Regions from separate parts of the Mus musculus genome. Here region 1 is linked to region 2. The links are chromatin contacts, called in public Hi-C maps. All regions are on one chromosome and are shown on one strand. Each heading gives the region's core, a stretch centred on a gene start, on an enhancer-like site or on the middle of the called end of the contact. The rest is flanking DNA. Distances are from core to core; before and after follow the strand shown.

The links. Hi-C and Micro-C count contacts between places; a contact is called where the count stands out from the background.
Region 1: a Hi-C map of cerebellar granule neurons shows a contact between it and region 2, with 2.8 times the contacts expected there. The contact joins the promoter of Syndig1 here to the enhancer-like site in region 2. A contact is called at or near these places in 1 of 39 promoter capture datasets (hippocampal neurons), 7 of 484 Hi-C or Micro-C datasets (cerebellar granule neurons, cerebellum, embryonic stem cells and 1 more), 2 of 115 datasets of contacts at active chromatin or transcription factors (embryonic stem cells and forebrain) and 2 of 9 other capture datasets (adipose tissue and liver).

What each region holds. Positions count from the first base shown.
Region 1 is chr2:149,825,877-149,833,008 of GRCm38.p6, reverse strand. Syndig1 (synapse differentiation inducing 1) reads right to left here and starts at 2,226. Exons shown (of 4, transcript NM_001085521.2): 1 at 2,084-2,226.
Region 2 is chr2:149,738,441-149,744,801 of GRCm38.p6, reverse strand. It overlaps the pseudogene Gm14130. Among named protein-coding and RNA genes, the nearest start is that of Gm14133, 57 kb to the left of the region's middle. Within about 2 kb of position 4,696, at least 14 of the 459 cell types and tissues checked have an H3K27ac peak or open chromatin away from gene starts, as enhancers often do. A contact at or near this core is called in cerebellar granule neurons and cerebellum, where this site is marked.

The sequences.
Region 1 (7,132 bases), core at 977-3,476, 91 kb before region 2:
TTGTTGGATACATTCATACATTCATAATTGTATAGGCTTACAGACACCAAATGATGCTATGATTTATTTGTATAATGTGGAATCACCGAATATTCCTCCCCTCAGTCATCCTTTTGGGAATAGATTTTGAAGTCTTTCCCAAACAAGGCCTCCAGGACTCTGAGAAACAAGGAGGAGGCGGCCAAGGCCAAGGGCATCTCTCTACCTTTCCATATCATTGAAGATTTCTGTAATAGGAAAGTTTGAAGTGCTTCCTTCCTGCTCCCTCTTCCCTGGTACCACAGTACCCTCTCTCACTGAAAAGGGGCAGCTAATTTACTATGAGTCCTCTCTGCAGGGGCAGGCAGTGGGGGCAGGGTGAGAAGGGCATCTGATCACTTACAGAGACAAGCTTGTCCCAGCAAAAGGCTAAAGTGTTCCTAGGTGCGAGAGAAGGAAGCAAAGAGGAAAGAAAGATGCTTTCTCACACATCCACAGGCCCCGCACCTGTGGTCTAAAACTTCGAAACGGCGGTCAAAGGCATGAGCAACTTCTCTGAAAATTCCCCTCAGCTTCTCCCCTCCTCCAAACAGACACCAGGCTACAGACACTTTTATCAGGACCCCCTTTCCCCTCTTTGAAACCACTTCTCTGCAAACACCCAAGCTGCAGACACCTTGACAAAGAAAAATCCACAGGCTCTGAGATATGTTAGGAGGTTGTTACCCCCTGCACCGTCCCCCCCTCCATCCCCCACACCGCTCAAGCTGCAGGTCTGCGCAGTTCGCAGCCTGATGGTTACCACCTCGCGGCTCTGCAGAAGAGGGCCCTAGAGATGCATGTCCCGCTGCCTGATTCTAAACAGAAAAACAGCCCCTAGGTATTTGTCAGACCCCTACGTCCCCCAAACAGCTAAACTGAGACCACTGTTTGCTGCACCAAAAACCCTGGTGAGACTATGAAAGACACAGGCAACCCAGTTCTTGCCCGCAGCGCAGAGGCGCCACCTCCACATCAAACACCGCAGGAGTGTGGTGCGCACCTTAAGTCTGAGGCACCGTGTGCCTGCGCTTCTGCTAGCAGAACACCCCACAGAAAATGAGGAATACCAGAAGACCCCTTCTTGTGGTCCTTTAGTAAAGCCAACCAACCCTTATCCTACTTGCCCAAAGCTCAACTGAAGGTTCCTCCACCACACCGCTAGGGTCCAACAAAACAGGCACATGCCCAAAGCCCTTCTTTCTTAAGAAAAGTGTCCAACTCCATGGATGCTCCACTCTCTCCAGTATTTACAGAGAGGACACGAATGAAGTGTAGAAATCACGCCCAGAGACAACAAAATTAGAATCTGAACCCTTTAATCGCATCTGCTTGCGCCCATCTCGGCGCCAGGACTGGCGGCTCCGAGGCTGCAGACTGTCGCGCTGCCAGGGACCGGACAGCTCATAAAAACCGGTCTCGTTTTGGATGGAGGTGAAGGGTTCTAGAAGTCCGGTCTTCCGCTCAGGTAACCGATTGTGCACCCACCCACCCCAATCCTGATGCTCTGGAACTCTACATTCTCTTTCCCCTCGGCCCTTTGCTTTCCTGTCCCATGTGGACCTCACTGACTGCCACCTCCGCGGATGCCTTTCTCGCCAGCCCCTCTTGGACTCAGCTAGGTAGCTCCAGGGACTGGTCGGTATCATCTAGGTGTTCCAGTACACCGGCCTGGCCCCCAGCAGCCTGGCTTTGCCGAACTCAAGACACAGACGCACTAGCTCTAACCGACGTCGCACAGCAGCCCCTTCACGCCGCCTGGGTACCCAAGGTGGCAAGGCGCCAAGTCGCACCCTGGGCCGGTATTACCAGTTCCTGTCCTCTCTGCATCTTCCCCGTCAGGCGCCATCTCCCCTCTCTCGGGGCGACACTGTGTCTCCCTAGTCCGGCCACTGCGACCCTTCAGGACTTACCGCGGCCGGCACACCATCACCGCCGCCTGGTCTGCGCGCTGCGAGGCGGAGCAGGACACCCGCCTGCGCCAGGGCATCCTCTCGCGCCCGCCACACCCGCCCACTCCGGTGGCCCGGGGTCCTCCCGCGCAGCTCTGGTGCTCGGGACTTACCTCCGGGACAAGGTGACCCGGCTGGTGCGCCCAGGCGGCCGCCCGCGCGTCTCGAGAGCCGGGAAGCGTGAGGGGCGCGGGGCGGTGCGGAGCCCGCCTCTGCTTCTGGGCTCGTGGCTCTCCGCCTCTGCCCTCCCCTGCGCGCAGCTTCCCCCGCCGCTCCCCTCCTTGGATCACTGCCAGCGCCCTGGGCTGCCCCGAGCACACAGTTCCCGAGAGCCGAACACAGGGCTGCGGCGCCACCCTTCCAGAACCCGGTCCTCTTGGCCCCTAGGAGCACAAAGGGCGCGGGCTGAACTAGGGGTGACCCGGGATGTGCCGTTCCACTCTTTGGTCTCGCGGAGCCTGGCGACTTGTGTGCAAGAGTATGCGGCCGCGGTCCCCGGGAGAAGGTGGCCGTGAGGAAGAGGAGGGGGAGAGAGAGCGGCAGCACACGAAGGTGGCCACTAACTTTGCTCCAGGCTAGCTGTGCCCTCGCCAGTGATAGCGGCTGGCGGGTGGCCGGGGGCTAGTGTCTGGAAACGTTGGGGCGACTGAGATGGGGGAAGGGGGACTGCCACTGGGAACTAGGAGGACAAGAATTAGCCGCCGACTGTGGAAACGGTGGCTTCCCTTGGTCCTAAAAGACCTCCCAGGCTCCAGGTCGACTTGAGGTTCAGAAGGTTTCTCTGGACACTGTAGGTTCAGAGAAAGACCCACGTCCTGACCAGCAGAAGGAATAAAGACAGAGACCAGCCTGAAATCGGTACTCTGGGACTCAAGCCTGTAGCTCGGACCAACACCATTGTAGGTGCACTGCGGGTGGCCCCATGGTAGTTGCTGTGGAAGGAAACTGGGCCGACGACGCCTTGGGGGTGGGGCAGAGTGGTGGCTTGGAGTAGGTCGAGGAGAGCCCTAGTAGAGCCGCCTACGAAGACAATCTACATTTCAAACGTTGGGGAAAATCATGCTCGAGTGGGCGTGTTTTCCTTACAGATTTTATAGAGAAGGAATTAGAAAATTCGCCAAAAAGAGGATCAAAAGTTGTCTTATCTGAATGACCCCCTTTCAAAACAAGGGAAAATTCACCTTGCTTCAGCTCTCCCAAACCCAAACTTTTTCTCCCTGGGGAGTCAACATTGCTAATTCCCTAGTGGTTCCTTGGATCTATAGCTATCTTGTATAGATTCCTGCCCCTTGCCTCAAAACCAAGATTTTGCCCCCAGAAACTGCCGCATCTAGCCAAGTAGAATTTGGAGTGTCAGAGTTGGAGGTAGCTCAAATCCTGCCTGGGAGCCCTGTGCAGCACTTGGCTTCTGGGGACCTTTAGCTGTACATAGAAAACAAAAAAATCAGATTTGGATGGCTTAGGAAGGAGGTTGAGCTGATTAGTGGACCCAGGTGTGTTCAGAGAAGCTCCTTGCTTGGGTTCATCTGAACGTCTTCTTTACATCTAAATATCACACTCATTCTCAACTTCTGCAGCAGCTAGGCACCTGGCTTTCTTCTACTGGTTGCTCTGAGCTCCAGGCAGCTCTTTTATCTGGGACAGCCTGAAAAGGACATTGTGAGTATCCCCCATTTAGTATCTCTTAAATTAACAGAAACTGTCAGCCTTACCTCTCTCTGTAAAACAGCTTATGGTCTCTGGTTCCTTCCTGAACAGAACATTCTCTGCTCTCCTGTGAACTGCTAGGCTGAGCATCCATTGTTAGAGCCATGCAGGATGCAGAATCAACACTGCTGTTTGTCTATTGAAGAGATGGAGACTTGAAAGGCTGAGAGAGTCTTGTCTCCCAAACTGCCGGGGTCACCTACAACTATAATTCATTCTCTGTGTCTAAGCCAAGCTATCTTGGTAGTCAGCCTTTAGGTTGCCTTAGAGGTTCACTTGGGTTTGCCAGAGCATCTGCTTGGTTTACAACTGCTAGAATTTTAAAGCGAGTTTTCCCCCCAAAATTGCAGTCAGGTAACTTGTCAAATGTAGGGTTAAGACTCACCATGGATCCCAACTGTCTCTGTGTTACCTCCAAATAGAACAATGGCCTCCAGGGTTGAGTCCCTGTGACCTGCCTCTATGTGTTAGATATTGCGAAAATTTTCCATGGATGATTTACTGGGTCTGCATAGGAACACAGGCATTTATTCACAGATGGACAGCATTTTCCAGCCTTTGGTTGTCTGGATAGGTAGGTAGATAGATAGATAGATAGATAGATAGATAGATAGATAGATAGATAGATAGTATGTGTGTTTCTGTGTGTGTGGTGTGCGTGTTTGAATTTCTGAGATAATGTCAAAGACTTATTTTTCTTAATCTACATTATCCACTTTGCCACTTAATATGTTACTTTCTAATTGTAGACTGGATGTTCGCCTCTCAGTTGAAGCTGGGATTTTTATTGTGTTTTAAAAGAAATTTACACTTCCTAGTTGAGAATCATGTATTAAGAGGGATCTCATCTATTACTGTTAGAGGATAGAATACCTCAGTTAATCTGGAATACAGCACACATGTGAGCCAGTTTTTCCTACATGCAAAGTCATAGTGGTTCAGAATGTGATTGTAGCGATTTTGATAAAATATAGCAGTGAAATAAAGGTTTTCAAGAAAATCAGTGAAGAGTTGTCATGTATCAGGCTACAACAGGACACCACAGAAATTGCTAATCTCCAGGAAATTGGCTAACCTTCTCAACAATGCTTATCTCTTAGAGGAGATTACAGAATTCTCAGAGATTTGTGAGGTGAGTGGGGCCAGTTCCTGTGTTGTGAGGAACTGTCACTCAGGTGCTGAACAAGCTGTCAAGCCTTTGGATAGCAGAGATAGGGGACGTGATAAGGAGAATACAGATTTAAGAGTTTTGTTGTTGGTTTCTTGTTAGATAGAAACCACTTCTAAGTGTGTATTTAACTAAAAAGCTCTAAAATTGAAGATTATTAAAAGTATCAGGATGATTTGTGCCATGTGTTTAGGTGTCAACAGCTCTCATCCAAAAATCATCTTTAATAGAAATGTTTAACCTTCTCTAGTTGATCAAAATACCAAGGCAGATAAAATAAGATTGCAACCAATTATAAAGCTATGACAATAATTAGGGCTTTGTTTGTTTGCTGTTGCTTCTCTCCCTCCAAGATCTGTTATTAAGTTGTTTGTCTTGAGTTTAGGAGATTTAAGAATCAAAAGGTTGGGCTGTCTGGTTAAAGTCAAATCTTATTAACTTGGAGAGTAGAAAGATAGCCTTTCCAGTAGCTGATAAATCACCTTAATAAATCACGTTAATTAATAAATCATGTTAATAAACATGGTAGCCAACCTGTACATGGGACATGAATTGCTACCAAACACAAAGGGGGAAAATTCTAACTCCTAAATTAGAGTATCCATGTCAGAGACAAGGTGACACGGATTTAGATAAGGAAATGAAATAGAAAGTCAGAATGTTAGTTGGATGGGGCATTCACTTAGCTAAACTCCCGACGTCCCAGGTTAGGAAGCAGTTACAAATGAGCTGGGTCTTGGTGATGTTCAGCTTCAGTTTCAGCTCCATGATGGCCCAGGGTTTTCAGAGTTCACTACCAACAGAACTGCTCCAGCAGAACAAACTCCTCTGCAAGAGAGCTTTCTCAGACCTCCATTACAGGGCCTCACTGACTGAAACAGAACTAGTCACACAGCCCAGATCAGAAGTAGAAGCAATGGCTTCCACCTTCAGGTGAAGTCACATTGACATTGGAAATGGCACATTTTGCAGGAGGCCACACCCAGGAAAGAGATGTGTTCTTTCCATGTATGGCTTTCTTTCTTCTTTTCGTTTCCCTTTTCTTTTTTTCCCCCTCAGTTCTGGGAGTGAATGCTCAGGCCTCGAGCACTGTAGTCCTATATTGTACCACTGAGTCACCTCCCCTTTCTTCTTTTCACTTTTAAGAAAGTGTCTCAGAATAGAACTCAGGTTGACTTGGAACTCTGTATATAAGTCAGACTCTCTTCCTGCCTCAACCTCCTAAATATGTGATTTTACAGGCCAGTCTCAACATACTCCAGATCCACATTAACTGGTATTTTGTTTGTCTATTGTAGAATTTTAGTCTATAACCCAGATCCCCCTTCCTCGGCTTCCCAAATGCTGAGAGTAAAGATGCTTTAACCCAAGTGCTTCCCCTTCCTCAATTCTTAATTGACTCTTCATCAGAGCTCTGAGGAGCCCTGAGAATGACCTCAGAGAATTAAGAAGTTATAAGCTGGGGTGCAATAGCTCACCTGTGCCATCTTCAACATCACAATGGTGGGTGTTAGTGGAGGGCATCTGCAAAGGGTTGACTAAATACATTCTAGCAAGTTTAGAAACTCAGATCTAGGAGATAAGCAAACCTGAGCATGAAGTGTCTGCCACTTTCTGTCACCCTATCCTGACTGGCAGAGCCAGGCTTCCTCATATCTAAATATGCATGATTATTATGATATCAGCTGCTTGGCATTGCAGGGATAAGTTCAGAGCACTCTTGTTTTTCTGAGCAGTGCTGACTGGATTGTTCTTAAAAACAGCAGCATGGCAGATTGCTGGGTGCTTTATTCAAGGGAGCATAAGGGAATGGTACCCGCTAGATCTTCGGCACAAAGCTTTGCTGATTCCTGATGTCGTCAAAGTATAAGAAACCTTGTAGTGTTCCTGGGCTCAGGGCTCAGTTGTATGGACAAAGATAGACTTCAAAGGCTTCTCTCTTCCCTCAAGACCTGACTGGAGCCCTAATCATAGGCTTTGCTACCATACAGCTTAATGTTCTTTTTCCATCCACTCCAGGGATGGTTTCCTTCAGGCCAGCTCACAGCATCGCATACGTTAATTGGATAAGCTTTGTCATCTCTCAGAAAAGCAGACATGTGACAGTATTGAAGAGATGATGCCTGGTCTGGTCTATTTTCCTTAGTTGTGGATCTTAAGTTGTGGATCATTTATTTGGGAAATAATTCCAAGAATTGAGGGGCAATTGGGTAGACAAGAGGGGGCAGTACATGGAAAAACACCTAAGTCAGTAACCTCAACATTCAACATCCAGTTCTCCACTTCT
Region 2 (6,361 bases), core at 3,447-5,946:
AAACAAATGGCTAAATTAGCTGAGGCCATGAGGTTGTTTTGGTTGTCCTAAAACCAGATGGATGAGAGTAAGAAATAGGGTTATTATAGCGCAGAAAATATGCATGCTGGAGAAACAGCACTGAGCTGAGGATGCTGATGACAGTCACCACAGGGTCAAAGTGCTGAGAAAAAGAAGCACTAGGGAATAAATGTACCCTTATTGGTGAGCTATGGTCTTCTATGGAAGAGGTTTTCTAGGTAGACTTGGTTGGACACCTTCAAGCCTTAAGTCAGACTACTGAAAAACTAGCCCCACTCTTCCTCAGCATACAACATAGTCACAAAGGTTAGACACACAAAGGTTAGACAGTCCATCTAAAGTAGGGAACCTTATTGAAAGCAGCAGCTAAAGTCTAAGCTCGGGCTTCTTGGTTTTTTGTTTGTTTGTTTGTTTGTTTGGGTGCAGCAAACTTTATTGATGGTATTCAAGAGAGTAGGGAGGGCTCCCTAGGCCCCTCCTGTTATTATGGGGGTCTGGGATGGAAATTGTGAGGGAGATGCTCAGTGTTGGGGGCCGAGCTGGGATAGGGGCTCCTCAGCAACTGAGGGCCTCTCTCTTGCTCTCAGTGTCCTTGCTGGGGTGGGTGGTCCAGGGTTTCTTACTCCTTGGAGGCCATGTAGGCCATGAGGTCCACCACCCTGTTGCTGTAGCTGTATTCATTGTCATAACAGGAAATGAGCTTGACAAAGATGCCAGCCCCGGCATCGAAGGTGGAAGAGTGGGAGTTGCCGTTGAAGTCGCAGGAGACAACCCGGTCCTCGGTGTAGCCCAAGATGCCCTTCAGTGGGCCCTCAGATGCCTGCTTCACCACCCGCTTGATGTCATCATACTTGGCAGGTTTCTCCAGGCGGCATGTCAGATCCACAATGGACACATTGGGGGTAGGAACACAGAAGGTCATGCCAGTGAGCTTCCCGTTCAGCTCTGGGATGACCTTGCCCACAGCCTTGGCAGCACCAGTGGATGCAGGGATGATGTTCTGGGCAGCCCCATGACCATCACGCCACAGCTTTCCAAAGGGGCCATCCACAGTCTTCTGGGTGGCAGTGATGGCATGGACCATGGTCATGAGGCCTTCCACAATGCCAAAGTTGTCATGGATGATCTTGGCCAGGGGGAGCTAAGCAGTTGGTGGTGCAGGATGCATTGCTGACAATCTTGAGTGAGTTGTCATATTTCTCGTGGTTCACACCATCACAAACATGGGGGCATCGGCAGAAGGGGCAGAGATGATGACCCTTTTGGCTCCACCCTTCAAGTGGGCCCCGGCCTTCTCCATGGTGGTGAAGACACCAGTAGACTCCACGACATACTCAGCACCGGCCTCACCCCATTTGATGTTAGCGGGGTCTCGCTCCTGTAAGATGGTGATGGGCTTCCCATTGATGACAAGCTTCCCATTCTTGGCCTTGACTGTGCCGTTGAATTTGCCGTGGGTGGAGTCATACTGGAACATGTAGACCATGTAGTTGAGGTCAATGAAGGGGTCGTTGATGGCAACAATCTCCACTTTGCCACTGCAGATGGCAGCCCTGGTGACCAGGCGCCCAATACGGCCAAATCCGTTCACACCGACCTTCACCATTTTGTCTACGGGACGAGGCTGGCACTGCACAAGAAGATGCGGCTGTCTCTGGAACACGGAGGAGTAGAGAAGCTCGGGCTTCTTATATTGTGACTTGTGATGCTCTGTGGGATCACTGTAACTGAAGGTGGAGGTGAAAACGGTGGTAACAATAGAATGTTTCTGAGTGTGTAATGACAAAACCATTATTCAATATCAAAGGAGTCCAAGATGTTTCTGGCCGTGCTGGTCTGTGCTGCATCATGAGATTCTACTGCAGCCTTGGCTCTTTGTACTGTGCATGCTATCACATTAAACAACACTAGCACATGTTGCTTGAAATAGCTCAGCTCAGATTTCTGACTTTTATATGTTATAAATTACACTGTTTTATTACACACAGAGTGCTTTCTGTTCTTGTAAAAACACAGTGGCTTAATTACAGGAAATAGAGACTTTTTAATAATTTTCTACCATCATTCATCAGCATGTGCATATCAAATTAGTCAAATTTGAATTGTATTGCTAGAAATTATTTTTTTTTCCTTTGGAAGTCACCAAGCGAATTACTCTCTTGAGTTTAGTAATATGTTATTAACAGAGTTTTGGTTTGGAATTGGGACATAATTTCTAATAATTTCGACAATGGCCCTGACTGTTCTTCTGCCATTTTGTACTACTATTCATCCACTCATGTTTCTTAGCAATAAGGTTATATGGTAAGAATACTTATCAACTCTAAAAGTATAGAAGATGCTCTATGTGTCTGAATACCCAATATCCAATCAAGATTTGGTTCTTTCTGCAAAATTAAAGACACTCATTTATCTCATCAGTATGCAAATCTGCATAATCTTTAGAGGTACAATTATATGTATATTAAAGAATAGTGTTACAATAAATTTATTTATGGTGATTATTATCGATAAGTATTTGATCTGCATACCTATTTTATATATCTGTATACACAGGGCTATATAAACATTTCTTGAATGAATAGAGCTCATGAATAAAAATAATTTGAGAAGCCCTTATCTAAGCTAAATATATTGTACACACCAATGTCTTAGTTCCAAAAGATAGCTCACAAGGTAGAGACAGGTCATGTGGCCAAAACTGTGCTCCATGAGGTAGACAGCAGATGGATTAGAATGCCACCTCTTGAAAATCCTAGACAGATGCCTCAGTAGTAACCCAAGACTCAGATTGTAGTATGCAATCAGTTTGGCAGGGAATGGTATATTTCCAGCAGAATTATTTGGATTCTTTTATGTGTTAAGTGCCTAATAGTTCCATCTAAGTATGGTGATGATCCATGTGCAGGATGCTGTAGCTTCGATTTGGATTGTTCCTTAAAAGCTCATGTGGTCAGAAAACCTTGGTTTCAATGAGAGGTAATGGAGCCTTTAGGAGGTAGAGCTTAGTAGGAGCTTTAGTGCATTAGGAATGTACCCTTGAAGAGGACAGTGAGCCTTCCTTTCTCTTTTATTCCCTGGTGAATAGGTTGCTCAGCCACATGCTGACTCTATGATATGCTACCAAGGGCCTAAAGCACCAGGGACATTAGTCATGGATTGAACCCCCCATCTGGGTCCCAAACAAAGCCTTTTGTTTTGTAAGTTGATTTTTAAGGAATGTGTTACAGAGACAGAAAGCTGAATTATACATAGTATGGTACCCAAAGTCTTGCCTCCAGTGTCTCTTTTGAGCAAGACTTTGTTTCTTGTTTCTTACATCTTGGATTTCTCTTTGATTGGTGGTAGTGATGGGATTAGCATTTAGCATGGATAAAGAAAAAGAATGGAGAAATATAATCCAGGCACAGGCTTCTGGTCCAGGCCATCCCCTTTCACACAAAGCTGAGAACTGATAGGTCAGAATTTCCGGTTAGATTTCTGCTCTACCACAAAGTATTCTGGGGCTTGCTTTTGAGGTCTTTGTCAGTATCAAAGGGTGACACAAAAGCTGTTCATTATTAAATATGGGTCTGAATGAGATTAACACAGCAAAATAATAATGTAAAAGTATTCCCATTATTCTTTATGGAATTCACGGGAAGTGAGCCAGAGATTTTAGGAAGATAATTGCCACAATGTGAAACATAATGCTGGAAGCCCAACTTAGAATAACACTCCTGTGTAATAAGCCTCTATACTTAACCCAGGCAAAGCACCGTTCTTTTCACTGGCTATTATGTCTGTCCACTCCCCTAAGCTACAAGCAGAACAGTGGACAGGGCTGAACCTTGAAGGTCGGTCTTTTGCACTTTGTGGCTTCAGTGCTTTAGCCTCCTTGAAGAAACCAATATATTAATTTGGGAACGAAGTGTGGAGTGGAGTTGAAATCATCAAGGGTGGATGTGTTTAAATTGAGAGCTGGACTGAGAATGTAGCAATCGAGAAAGTTGTGTGTATCAGAGATACATGTTCTCATTGCTCACCAAGGAACTCAGGGGCAGTGAACCTGAGATCTTGGGAAGATGATTTCTTCAGTGTGAATCTATCTATCTATCTATCTATCTATCTATCTATCTATCTATCTATCTATCTATCTATCTCTATCTATCTATCTATCTATCTATCTATCTATCTATCTATCTATCTATCCTTTCTGTCTCTCTGTCTCTTTTTTCTCTCTGTCTTTCTGTCTAAGTCTTTCTCTCTCTCTCAACATGGAAGAATGGACATGCAATCTTTGATTTAGGCTTTCATTATGTAGTTCAGGATTTACTTGAATTCACTAACCCAGGCTAGCCTGGAAATTGCACCAGTCTGCCTGTCTCAGCCTTCCTAGTGCTGTAATTACTAGCATGAACCACAGCACCTGGCTATCCTTCTCTTTCTTAAGTTATGGCAGAGTATTAGATTGTGCTTCACACATGACTATAGATCAGTGGGGAACAACATCTCTCCTTGAATGTTCCTTAAAGTTGCTCAGGCAAAGCTCAGATTCATAGGTTGTCAGCCCCTTATTCTCAATGAATGCTTTCTTGCCATAGAAGGCAAGGCTTCAAACTAAGTTGCGTCCCTTTTGACACTAAACAGATCAGACAGAACTGGATCCAGCCTGTCTGTGCATTCACTTGCTGGGCAGCATGCCCGTGCTCTTTTCACAGAAGCACAGTAAGAATTGAATCTCTGTATACACACAGACTGGCCAGGAATGGGCAGAGATACCCTGGCAAAAGCTGCACTTGGCATCACTATGCCATTTCAAGATTCCTGATCTCATCACTTAAGATCTAAGGGGTCATGCATCACAAATCCCAGCCTCTCTGAGACTGTAAGACCCACATTTGTAAGAAGGGAATGACAATGTGTCACAGCAAATGAGACGACCAGCAGAACAAACACTTGTGATTTGTAAGATGCTGCATAAAGTTCTGGCTGTGGCAGAGGCAAAGAGGGATACAGAGGGCCCCTGAATCCTGGCAGCTCAAAGCTTTGTGTATATTTCCCAAAGCTTTCCATCAGATAGAAACCTGAGGCAGGAGAGTCACTGGCACACAGTATCTGAACTGTGGCTAAATCTGGGGAACCATTATAGGACTGAGCCTTGAGAAGGAACTGAGAGCACCTCATACATTCTAGTTCTGTCAGCTCCACGATTGTAATCCTTGCCTATGTCTCCCTATGAGCTCTTAATGGCCATATTTTGTTTACACAAAGTTCTCTTGTTTATTTACACCTCCAAATGACCCATAGCAAGGAAGTCACCATGCAGAAGGAATCAAGACATAGAGTCCTACATGAATGTAACCCAAGTCTGGTTGCTTGCTGCAATATAACAAACATACAAACATGGTAGATTCAAGTGGCAACCATTCAGCTGTACCTCATGTACTGTTGTGTCCAGGGAATTCGCTGCCTACTTAGTGCATGTTGGACTCATGTGTTGGTATTTCTTGCCCAACAGTTGGAAGTGGAGCAAGGTCTACCTTGTTCCTCTTTATTTCTAAACTACCAATGTTTCTCCTATCACCTTCCCAGTGAGGGTTTCAGCATTCTTTCTCCAAAACAGAGTCTTCCAATAGGCTCTGGTAGAACATGCAGAGCTTCTTATGACCTAGCCCATAAGCGGCTGAATATCACTTCCACTATGTTCTGTTTCCCTGTGAACTCAGATTAAAACCAGGAAGGAGCCCCATCTGTTTAGAGGGAACTTTCACATGTATTCTCAGCAGGGACGGACTATTGGCTGCCTTAGAGACAGACTGGCGACCCAGAATGTCAGCATGTGAAGTTGATATGTCTACCAGTCTACCTGTACATTGGAAACCTCAGGCATGATACTCAGATCCTACCTTCTGAAAACTAAGAATAACAGAGCATCCTCAGAGGGTCTTTCATGAAACACCGCAGCCTCAGCTCTTCACTGATTGAAAGGAATCACTGATGCGCTGGCTGTGTGTAGATTCTGCTAAGGGGAAAGCTGCTTTACTGTACATATAGTGAGCCTACTGTGATCAGAGGTAATGAGTGGGCAGATGCCAGAATCAATGCTGGATTCCCCTTTATAAGTGTCTTCACTCCATTGTCCCAAAGTTTGCTCACCTGCCAATGGAGATTACAACACTGGATTTATAGCAGAAGCAAATGGGAGAGAATGTGTGATCTGGAAACAGAAAACAGTCTATGACTATATTGATTTGTAAGAAAAGACGGCAAATTTGGAAAGAGGGAGGTAATGAGTATCTAGGAAGATGCTATTGTGTAGCATGGGGGGAATGCAGGCAGAAGTGAGAGATAAAACTCA